Linked DNA regions of Sus scrofa: all the other regions are linked to region 1. Evidence: chromatin contacts called from public Hi-C and promoter capture Hi-C data. All regions are on one chromosome and are shown on one strand. Each heading gives the region's core, a stretch centred on a gene start, on an enhancer-like site or on the middle of the called end of the contact. The rest is flanking DNA. Distances are from core to core; before and after follow the strand shown. Region 1 holds the start of CDH2 (cadherin-2). Region 2 overlaps CDH2 (cadherin-2). Region 3 overlaps CDH2 (cadherin-2).

Region 1 (3,786 bases), core at 624-3,123:
TGCTTACCTATCTGATTGAAAACTACTGCAATCAGAGCATAAGTTGACTGACAGGCATTCCAAAGCAGATTCTGAAGTCATAATAAGAGTTCAATTTGTAAGGGGCACACGGTTTAAAACTTTAAGCAAATAATACTAACAAGCAATAGTTATTCATGTTGAAATCTCTTCTACATTTAAATTAATCAGAATGGCAATAAACATCAATGGCTACTGTTGGGAGTGGTGAGGATGCAACTAAGGCCTCAAGTCCAGGGTCAAAGCTTAATTCTTAGGCATGGAGATGGGATTTATAAATCCCACTTTGGTACACAACAAATACTATCCCCATTTTGCCACTAAATGTTTTACTACTATGCATGACTTATTGAAAGTGGAATTTATGAATACCCTATGGCAAGGAGAAATTTTAGGCTGATTGGCAATAGTGTGACAATATCTAGCAAAGAAGTAAGCAAAAGAACAAATGGAGCCTTTTGTCTTTAAATGTAATTAACATATTCTTCCTTATCCTTTTGGAAAGAAAATTCAGAAAAATTTTTTTTGAGTTTCATTTTTTGAAGGCTGACGATATTATGTTTTAATTAAAATTGAATAAACTTCCGTTTGCATACTGATTTAAAAGCCTAGCCAGCAACAGCACATTAAAAGCTGCATTACTTACATCAAATAAATTTTTACTTGATTTTTAGATTCATTATCAAGTTCTCAAATGATCAGTATCCTGAAACTCAAATAATGTTAATACTTCAGTTACCCGAAGCAGAAGAGTAAAGTTCAATAAGCAAAGAAGGTGGATGACCTCCGAAGTGCTAAAACCCTTAGGAAAAAACCGATATTTTCATTTACTTGAAAAAATCTAAAAAAAAAGTTCTGATAAAACCTTATCACTTTGCCAAAATCAATTGCTCCTCACCCCTCCCTCCATTCCACAAATGCTTGTGACCCCAACTTGTAAAGTCTCTCACTTTTTGTGTTCCACTCCAAGTTCCGTGCCTCAAAAGGAGGAAGCAAAAATCCTTTACTTGGATTGAACTCTGAATCAGTCATTTCATCTCTTAGATAATCCTATTTTTCACGGCAAGTTCTGGCCTTTAGGTTGTGTCCCCATTTCTTTTTCTTTCTTTCGTTGTTGCGGGTGGTGTAGGGAGGGAGTCAAAGTCCCTTCAACCGTTTGCTAAAAAATGTGAACAGCACCACTAAGGAGCAGAAACAGAAAATGGGAGGTTTCAAACAGAATAACACGCACTCTCAAACCCCCAGAAAGAATAACAACAAAACAAGCACACAGAAACTTGGGCTGGTCCAGCACATCCGCAAAGGAGGGAGAGGTGCGAGCGCTTCAGAGAAGCCGATGGGCCTCCGCCCTGCCCGCCCGCAGGTGGCTCCTGGCAAGCGCCGCAGACAACAATGGCCAGCATGGGCTTTGCCCGCGTCGCTAGTTTGCTGTGTCTGTCCCTGCCCAGAAAAACGGTCTATCTTGAAAGAATGACCAAACAGAAAGGGAAGCGAAGCGTGCGTTAGGCTGTGAAGAAAGCATTCCCCCTTCAATGCCTAACATCTATCTGATGCCCCATCGCTGTCCAAAGATGAACCTGCCACCGATCAAGTTCCGGCGCAAGTTCTTTTCTTTCCCGCAGCCCCTACACCTGCCGGGCAGTGCTCTGCACATCCCCAGGTTTCCCTCCCGCGGCCCCCCTCGGGCTGCAGCAAAAATGGGGCGCTTCGGTGGGGCGGGGGCGGGCGGCTGCCGCGGATCCCGCCGGCTACCGCCGCAGCTTGGTGGCCTCCGATTGGCCACGACGCGGGCGGGGAAGCTCCGCGGCGGAGGAGGGAGGCGGGGGCGAGGGCGGCGGCAGCGGGAGGGGATCGGAGCGGGGAGCTGGCTGCGCAGCCGGGCAGCGCGCGGGGAGAGCGGTGGCGGCGGCTCACCCTAGTCGCGCTCGCGGAGGCCGAGAGGGGCGCGCGGGCGGCGGCGGGGGGTGGGGGCGGCGCGCGCGAGTGAGCCGAAAGGGGCGAGGACCCGCGGGCGGGTGCCGGCGCGCGGGCAGCAGGGGCGGCCGTAGCGGCAGCTGCGCGGGACGGAGCCGCGGCGGGAGCGGCCGGGCGGGCCCCTGGCCTCACTCCCGCGCGGCAGAGGCCGGAGAATAGTCTCCAACTCTCAGGGGGACCGGAAAGGGGAGCGGAGAAGCGGTCCTTGCCTCCCACGCAGCAGAGGAGCCAGGCGGCGGGACTGCTGCCCTTTGTGGGCGCAGCGCGCGCGGCCCAGAGCGCCCTCCCCGCGGCGCTCTCGCCCGCGTCTTCATCTTGCAGAGCGGCCCTGGAGAAGGGACCCGGAGGAAGCAAAACCCGAGCCCGAAACCTCGCGTTGCGGAGCTCCTGGGGAGCGCCAGCCGCTCCACTTCCACCTCCGCATCCTCCACTGGCCAAGGTCTCCGCCGCCTGCATCCCTCCTGGCTTCCGCTGCGCTTTGGGCCAGAGCAGAGCCGCCTGCGCTGCCACCGCGGCCACACACACACACACACACACACACACACACACGCACTCACGCGCACGCCCGCCTTCTCTCCCGCCCCTCCCCAGCTCCTTGATCTCTAGGTCTGTTTTATTACTCGTGGTGCGAGTCCCGACTCCGCGGCCCGCTATTTGTCATCAGCTCTCTCTCCATTGGCGGGGAGCAGAGAGCGGCGGCGAAGGGGGTGGGGTGGGGAGGGGAAGGGAAGGGGGTGGAAACTGCCTGGAGCCGTCTCTCCGCGCCGCTGTTGGTGCTGCCGCTGCTGCCGCCGACGCCTCCGGCTCCTCGCTCGGCCCCTCTCCGCCTCCATGTGCCGGATACTGGGAGCGCCGCGGACCCTGCTGCCGCTCCTGGCGGCTCTGCTTCAGGTACGCAGCGGTCCCCGCGGGCCGGGCTGCGGGCGGGGTGGGGCAGGCAGCGCCGGGTCCCTTTGTTCCCCGCGCCGCTGCGGGGCCGGGCTGCGCACCCGGGAAGGGAGGTGCCGCACCGCGCGGACGGTTGCTGCGCAGACACGAGGCTTGGGCCGTGCGCAGGGACAGGGCTGCTGGGGCCAACCAGTCTCCCGCGCCACTCTTGGCGGGTCGCAAAGAGGCTAATCCGGGGCCCCCTCTGCTCCTCCAGCGGGGTCGGGCGAGCTCGCGGCGGGTGTTTCTAGGCAGTAGAAGACTGAGGTAGGATAGGGCTCTGGTTTTGCAGTTTCCTAAGCTTCTCGCCCCTCGCCTTGCACTTTGCTCCAATTTTTTTGTTTATTTCTGCAGGGATAGGTCGCGAGTTTGCAGAAAGAATTCTCACTCTGATGTCTTAGTTACGGGACTTGCCTCTACCTACCCCACCCTGGTACCCGCGCGCCTCCCGGTGCCCGAGGGCTCCTCTGTCCTATTGTCTTTACCCCCAGCCCAGAGTTGCTTCCTATTTTTGTTTTTCTGCCTTATCAGTTTTCTGTTTCGCTCTTACCTGGAAAGAAAACCTCGCCCCTTTGCCCCAAAAGTCTGCTCGGGTCGGCGACTCCGCATCCAGCCCCTGGGCCCCGCAGGTCCCTTATCCTGCCGCGCGGGGAGAAGTTCCGTTACTCGGCTATTATTCTTTTTCTGTCCCGCTGCCTCTGCCCTGAGTGCGTCTTGGGGGCGCCTTTACCGGGAGACTGCACTTTTCACGCCTTGGGGAGAGTGCCAGACAGCTTTCCCCTGGAAATGGTACTGGGAGTCTCCTCCGCAGCAGGAAGCACCTGCTCCAGGCAGGTCACAGGCTCCTTTCCCACTTCGCGCCTCCGG
Region 2 (3,786 bases), core at 730-3,229, 100 kb after region 1:
GAAATTATATTAGAAGTAATTAATCAGCTCATTCATTCAGCACATTAAGTAGGCATTAAGTCCCAAACACAGTGTTATGCAGGAGGGATTCAAGGATTACTAGGACCCCAGAGCTGGGAAAAAGGAATAGCAAGTATAGGACTAGATTCAGTAGGGAGTTGCCTCCCACTGAGATGAATGTGAACATGACAATGCCAGTCACTAAGCACATCACTGAACATGGTTTTCTGCAGATGGAGGTCAAGCATGGGCAAATAGGTCCAGATCTAGGAATCCCCAGGAGGGAGTGGTTTTTGATACCATTCTATAGTGCCTGGAATCATTCAAAGATCAGTAAGAAGAGCTAGGACACAGGAATGATGCCCCCAATATGATCCCTGAGGAAAGGGGAGAAAAAGGTGTTACCAAAAAAATTCATAGCTTCTGGTTACCCAGTTAGGACTCAGAGCATGCAGTGGAGGAGATAACATAGCTGTCAGATTCCACCCCCCCCCGACCCCGAAACTCAGCTTCCTACATCTGAGTGAGAGATGGTGCTTTGCTAGGTTCATCCCAGTTTGAAGTTTGGATGAGGTGGTGGATGGATGAGGCTGGATGAGGTGGAAGGATCAGGCCAAAATGGAACAAACAATTGTTTAGTTGGCCAGTGACCTAGTAAGTGTGGCCTGAAGCTTAGATATGTTGACAGTGATGATTATGATGATGGGGGGGTGTGTACGCACCCTCCATTGCCTCCCAGTATCCTTCCTTCTCTGTGAAACATGTTGGTAGTATCTTGGAGAAACCAGGTAACAGGGAGATCTCTGGCCATTTCTCAGATGCTTGACGACACAAAAAGCAAGCCTTGAAGTGTTGGTGATTCTTGCTGTTACCGTTTGGTACTCTTGAATCCCCCTTGAAAACAAAAGAAAGAAACAACAGCTAAGGAAACATCAAAGTCCTTTCCTATTGTGTTTGAGCTCAGTGGCTCTTGATGAACCTACCCCCTTGATGTCCCTAGAATTCTGAGTAAGGGGTTGAATTCTGTCTTTAATAGTGCTTGCTAGTTGTCAGGCAGCATAAAAACGGCGAGCCCTGCCTTTGAGTGATATTCGTAAAAACTCAGAGGCTAATAGGTATAATACAGAGAAGCAAATAATTAGGATTCATTTATGCTAGCTGCTAGCACACGGAGTCATGTACCATTGGTATTTGGTAGCTTGAATTTGTCAGGCAAAAGTCTTCATGGCTGATTTGCTTACTGGCTACCCAGGACAGGCCGCAGATTATGTGTGAACCCAGCTGGAGACAGCTCTCTCAACGCTGCAAAATTGCTCTCTGGTGAACTCTGCGAGGCAGATGGGAAACTAAATAAACCAAAATATGTATCTTTTCACCCTCCCGCCCCCCAAATGTGAATGGGAGGAGTTGATCATAGAGCCAAGCTAGTATGCTCTCCAAATACTGAATTTAGGAGAATGATCCACCCACCTCCACCCCACACCTCTGCCCCCTGCTCTCCCCTCCCCCGCCTTGTGATATCCGTGGCTGTTTCTATTTGCCCTTCAGGAAAATCATGGTTTAATTCATTAGACGGTAGTGTGTGTATGTGTATTTTCACTCAGCCTTAAAATTTATCATACCTTTGAGGAATGAGAGAATGTATGGAAATCAAGCTTCAGGAAAGTGGGGATTTGGTGAGTAAACCCTGGCCTGAAAATGAGGTTCTGGTTCTTGTTCAGCAGCTAACCAGCTTCGTGACCTTGAGTGAGTTACTTATCTCTAGGGTCTTAGTTTCCCCTGCCATAAAATGGTCTTTAAGGTCTTTTCCAGCTCTTAATAATTCATGATCCTTTAGCTGTGTTTGAAAGATTTTTAAAATAGTTTTTTTGTTTTTTCCCTTGCTGTTTTCTACTCAGGTCAGTGTGGTTCTGTCCTGGTGCGATAGTGCTTGTGCTTAAACTGTAGATTACCTAGGTTTCTGTTGGAACAATGCCCTTTCTTTTCGCATTCTTGGTCTTCTGCCCATCCTGTGACTTTGGCCTCTTTGTCTGTTCCTTAGCAAGCACCTCTAGCAGAGGTGGACAGGGACGATAAAACATGAAATGTAGGCAAGGTACTGCTGGAGGCTTTGTCCTGATGCTGAAAATGAGTTTCTTGGGGGATGTTATCTTTAGTGACTTAATTATACTATCTGTGTCTCCAGGAGCTAATTGAAACACTGGCTTGGCTAAAAGATCACCAACAACACACGTGTCTTCTAGGACTTCTCCCCTAGGAAGTTCATGGGCAGGAAATTTCATATCAGCATTCTTTTCTGCTCGGGTTGGCATAAATTGTTACTTGCTTTTAGGCTGCTCCGAAGTATTTTTAGAGCCCTTTATTTTAGGCCACTGTGAAGAACAACAAACCCTACTCCTGTGGTCATAGACCAGAGTAGGAAAGAACCTTTGAAGTGGTGCAAACCAACCCTCTGCCAGTGCTGAAATACTCCCCTTAAGACACACACTCATCTATGGGTATTGATGGTATTTTTCCTGTGCTTTTCCCCCTGTGTCCTAAATAATGAAGCATTTTTTAAAAGTGTGTTTTCATTAGATTCAGGAAACTAAACTCAAGTACAATTAAGAAAACAACCATTTAAGAAACAGCTGTGTGGTCATAAAACAACACGTGTAATGTACCCATTTTATAATCGAATATAAAATAGGATTAATGAAATGATCAGAATTGCTTTGTGAATCTTTGAACAGTTTGTAGGTGAAATGGAGATTAATTTCTAGGTGGGGATGCCTTTAAAATCTTTAATGTGGCAAAATGCTTAATAGGAAGTGGATCCACTTTGGCTAGTCCAAATCAACTTATGTTATAAAGAAGTCTCCAGAGAAGAAATGTAACCAAGCCTGAAAGTATTGGTTGTCATTTTTAAAACTTTTTTTAAAAACCCTGAGGTGGCTGTGATCCTTATAATAAGAAGAAAATATTTGGATCAGTCACTCGGTTATAATAGGCCTATGAATAGTTCATAACAAGATTTTTTTTTTACTAAGCTATGAACTTAATTTTGAACCTGATATAATGTGAGGAACTGATATAGAAAAAGATGCTATTTAAGGGATGGAAGTGAAGAAAATACTAACCTTTCACTTTCTGACCTGCATGTGCTATGCGGCATTTCAATATACCTTCAATATACCTTATTGAAATACCATATTCTAAATGACTGAAATGAATGAAATACCCTATTCTGAAATGTTTCACTTTTGGCAAACATTATTCACATGTATTTCATTACTCTATATGTTAAAATATATGTGGCTTAGTTCCATAGCCACTAAGCTAACCATTTAACCATGCTGACATGTGCTGATGCTCGTAGCATAGAAAATAATTAATTTTACAAATGCAGTGTAATCATTATTCAGGAAAGTCTTATGCAGCCAGATGGTATTTTCCCCAGGAAGCATTGTTACACAAGATAGGTGAAATAATACAATTAATGTTGTGCTTTTCTCATATAATAGAAAAAATTTACTTCTCTAGGATAATCTAAGAAGTAAAATTTGTAATAGTGCAACTTGCAAAAAAAAAAAAAACAAAACAGAAAACCCATAGCAGATAAAATATCACATCTAGTTTGTTAAAAATTTTAAAAACTGTTCATTTTTGAGGGATTCCTTATGATTTTAAAATGTTCCTTGAAATTTTTTTTTTTTTTTTTTTGCTTTTTAGGGCCACCCGTGCAGCATATGGAAGTTCCCAGGCTAGGGGTCGAATCCAAGCTACAACTGCCGGCCTACACCACAG
Region 3 (3,786 bases), core at 590-3,089, 74 kb after region 1:
AAATGCCTGCAGTAGAGATGTCTCAGTCCCAGTTGCTACGAAGATCTCTCTGGTGTCTAAATTTAAGTCATTCATATTTCACTTATGCCTAATCTGTCTCTGTCTCGCCTTCCTTTCTCAGGCAGCCCAGAATTTTGTGCCACATCTTTGGTGAACATATGCCTTTCTTGCATCTTTTTTTTCCCTCTGCTCCTGGCTTATCACAGTATTTTGACACTTTTGAATTCCAGACAATTAATTATGTGTGTATTTAAATGTTCTATTTAATATGGTGGACAGCAGACAGATGTGGCTACTGTACATTCATAATTTGGCATACTTTTTTGAAGATTGAGTACAAAAAAAGAATATAAAACGTCTCCTTTTAAAAAATATTGATTACATATTAAAATGATAATATGGATATGTTGGGTTAAATAAAATCTGTTAAAATTTAATTTCACCTGCTTTTTCATTGTTAAAAATTTTTTTTATTTAATTTTTTTCTTTTTACAGCCGCACCCAAGGCATATGGAAGTTCCTGGGCTAGGGGTCGAATTGGATCTGCAGCTTCAGGCCGACGCCACAGCCATAGCATCACCAGATCCAAGCTGCATCTGTGATCTATGCCGCAGCTTACAGCAGTGTAGAATCCTTAACCCACTGAGCAAGGTCAGGGATCGAGCCTGCATCCTCATGGACACTATGTTGAGTTCTTAACCCACTGAGCCAGTACAGGAGCTCCCTTTTTTACCTTTTAAAAAAAAAACACAAAAAACTGGATACTGGAAACTTTAAAATTGCACGTGTGACTCACATAATGTTTTAATCAGGCAGTGCTGCTCCAGAATCTGTATAGTTTATTTTCACCTTAACACCCAGATTCAGTATTTTACTCAAGGCCTGATAAAGTATATGATGTGGGAAGAATATTTAACTGTCTTCATATTCTGTGAATGCTTCCGTTTACTTTTTACACTCTTCTAGTATTAAAGTTTAGCAAAAAATGATGAATGTATCAAACTTTTCTTTTGTGGTTCTACAAATTTGGCCTCTTTGATTTCCTTCTCTATGTTTTCTCTCTGCCTTTGACTTTCTTTCTTAAGAGCATTAGTGGACACCCTTTCAATGGTTGTGCCTTGTTTGCTTGCCAGCCTGCAGAGATAAGGGGTCATTGAGTGTGAGCTTTGATCTGCTTGTTTGAGTTTGTAAATCTGCTACTTGAATGTAGACAGAGGCCCCTAGGAGGTCTTTTTTATTCTTCTTTTAAAAATAAATTTCAAGTGACTAATTAGAGGACATTTATCAGAAGTCACGTACATGACTTCTTGGACGTAAAGGTTATTGGATCCTAAAAGATGACCGAGGAAGCACTACAATGTGTTCTTAAGAAACTTTTTTTTTTGTTTTCAAACCAGCCTGGTGAATTAAAGAGCATTTGAAGCTTTAGTGAAATTCTACATGAACTTCATAGCCTTTTGCTGAATCTGTCACCTAGGTGCCTCATTCAAAGGAATTTGGAGCTGGCCTTTTCACTGGCCATTTGGCATCGTCTCTACTGAGAACAGCCCCCATTGCTCTTCTGCTCATTAAGAGCAGGATGTGGAATTCTGCAGGCGGAGACATCACTAACCCATTTGAGGACAGCAAGTGCAGAAAGTCAGAAGGTTTTCTTTTGGATCAGTGAATTCGTCTGTGGCTGTGGAGCTGAAACATGAAACAAACCAGCTCCAGAGACACAGCGTCTTGCATTCATAGTGGAAGAGATTTGATGAGTGGCCGGGTAGTAACACAGACATGATTCGTGTTCTATCTCCTGATGACGAAAGGCTCCAAATACTTTGAGTGTACTGATAGTACATTTCTTAAATGCTAAATATATCTAACTCTTGTCAGCTAATTGTTTGTCAGGGTCATTGTCTGCTACCCTTAAATGCTAAGGTCAAACTGTCCTTCCAGTTTTGTACATCTAAAACTATGTCTCTGTGAGAGAGACCAGGGAGGAAAATATTATAAAGTGTACATTTGTGTCACTTGGTTAGCTTAAAATTTTGAAAGCAATCACTGCACATGCACTTAAGCTGTTTACTCTGGTTATTATTTATTCTCCTTATCTCCTCTTGTTTTGTTTGGAACTAGATTGTAGAACGTTAGATCTGGGGGAAAAAAAACCTTAGAGACAGTTTGTTTTAAGCTTTCCATGTTGCATATTAGTAAACCAGGTTTAAAGAAGGGAAATGCCTTTTTTTTTTTTTTTTAAGTTCTTCATGCTAATGGATAGCACAGTTTAAACCAGAATTTGAATTTCTGACGTTGCAGGTTAGTAGTCTTTCTGCCTACATTTGTCTCTTCTTGCTCAAAAAGTTTCAGGCGGATCCAGACATCTGTGTTTTTCATTTCAAAGAAACAACACCTGCCCCTCTGATCCTCAGTTACTTCATTTATAAAACGATAGGTCTTGGTTAGACGATTCCTAAGATTTATTTTTTGTTCTGCTTCCACAAATTATAGCCCAAGAGTTATTTCTTTTTTGAATGTGGACAGTGTCATTACCTCAACTACATATGTTTCCAATCTTTAAGAAAGCCACTTCTATTTCAAGGTTATATTGAGTAACATTCAAATTACAGATGAAACCAAAGAGAAAAGAAGGAACGTGAGATTCCCTTGCCCGGGTGGAGTGGAGGGATGGGGGGTGTGTGTGTGTGTGCGTGTGCGCACGCGCGCGTGTGTGCCCTACGTCTGAGCATCTCTGTCTGGGTCAGCGGGAGGGAGGGAGGCCAGGCTGTTGGGCTTCTAGATTTGGTAATAGAAATCAAACTTAGGTTACCAAAGGGGAAACTGTGAGGAGGAGAGATAACCTGGGAGGATGGGATTAACATATACACACTACTATATATGAAAGATAACTAATAAGGACCTACTGTATGGCACAGAGAGGTCCACTCAATGTTCTGTAATAACCTATATAGGAAAAAAGAACACACACACACACACACACACATACATATGTGTATATATACACACACGTAACTGATTCACTTTGCTGTAAAACCTGAAGCTAATACAAAATTGTAGATCAATTATACCCCAATAAAATTTATTAAAAAAAGAAGAGAAAGCCTGGCTCTCTTGTCTTCTTCTTCTTCTTCTTTTTTTTTTTTGTCTTTTTAGGGCTGTTCTCTTGGCATATGGAGGTTCTCAGGCTAGGGGTCAATTTGGAGCTGTAGCTGCCAGTCTACACCACAGCCACAGCAATCCCAGATCCAAGCCCCATCTTCGACCTACACCATAGCTCACGGCAATGCTGGATCATTAACCCACTGGGCAAGGCCAGGGAATGAACCCTTGTCCTCATGGATACTAGTCAGGTTCGTTAACTGCTGAGACACAACGGGAACTCCTATTGTCTTCTTCTCTGGTCATATCTGACTGGTTTCCAAGGCCTGTAAGCAGGCCAGGCGAGCTACTGCAGGTCCGCCTTGGGAGTTGAGAGAAGGACTGATAAGAACTCTTACAGTGCTGAGCAAGATGGCCCACCTTCCCTGCTTCTGTGCTGTCAGTTGGGCGTGTTCTTTCTTCATCATCCTCTTTCATTTCTCTGCCACACCTACCCAGTTCAGCTTGATTTACCTTCATTCCTATTGCTTCTGAACATTGGACCATGGAGACGGTGTGGTTGGGAGTAGAGAACCCACGGTTTGGAACAGAAGGATTTGCATTCTGCTGCCAGCTGGGGACCCTTGGCCAAGTCCACAGCCTCCTTTCAGCTGCAGCCTCCAGAGGCCTGGGCACCCTTGAACACTT

What was found. Promoter capture Hi-C pulls out the DNA fragments that hold promoters and counts their contacts. Hi-C and Micro-C count contacts between places; a contact is called where the count stands out from the background.
Region 2: a Hi-C map of heart right ventricle shows a contact between it and region 1, with 4 times the contacts expected there. The contact joins the enhancer-like site here to the promoter of CDH2 in region 1. A contact is called at or near these places in 1 of 5 promoter capture datasets (liver) and 4 of 47 Hi-C or Micro-C datasets (brain, embryonic fibroblasts, epiblast stem cells and 1 more).
Region 3: a promoter capture Hi-C map of liver shows a contact between it and region 1, with 2.7 times the contacts expected there. The contact joins the enhancer-like site here to the promoter of CDH2 in region 1. A contact is called at or near these places in 1 of 5 promoter capture datasets (liver) and 7 of 47 Hi-C or Micro-C datasets (embryonic fibroblasts, epiblast stem cells, fetal heart ventricle and 2 more).

What each region holds. Positions count from the first base shown.
Region 1 is chr6:112,627,160-112,630,945 of Sscrofa11.1, reverse strand. CDH2 (cadherin-2) reads left to right here and starts at 1,873. Exons shown (of 16, transcript XM_021096205.1): 1 at 1,873-2,883. The coding sequence starts at 2,824. It overlaps LOC110261188 (a long non-coding RNA gene), which reads right to left and starts at 2,501. Exons shown (of 3, transcript XR_002345075.1): 1 at 2,363-2,501; 2 at 1-1,199.
Region 2 is chr6:112,523,779-112,527,564 of Sscrofa11.1, reverse strand. The region is part of intron 2 of CDH2 (cadherin-2); the gene reads left to right. Among named protein-coding and RNA genes, the nearest start is that of CDH2, 100 kb to the left of the region's middle. Within about 2 kb of position 1,979, at least 8 of the 83 cell types and tissues checked have an H3K27ac peak or open chromatin away from gene starts, as enhancers often do.
Region 3 is chr6:112,553,599-112,557,384 of Sscrofa11.1, reverse strand. The region is part of intron 2 of CDH2 (cadherin-2); the gene reads left to right. Among named protein-coding and RNA genes, the nearest start is that of CDH2, 74 kb to the left of the region's middle. Within about 2 kb of position 1,839, at least 7 of the 83 cell types and tissues checked have an H3K27ac peak or open chromatin away from gene starts, as enhancers often do. A contact at or near this core is called in liver, where this site is marked.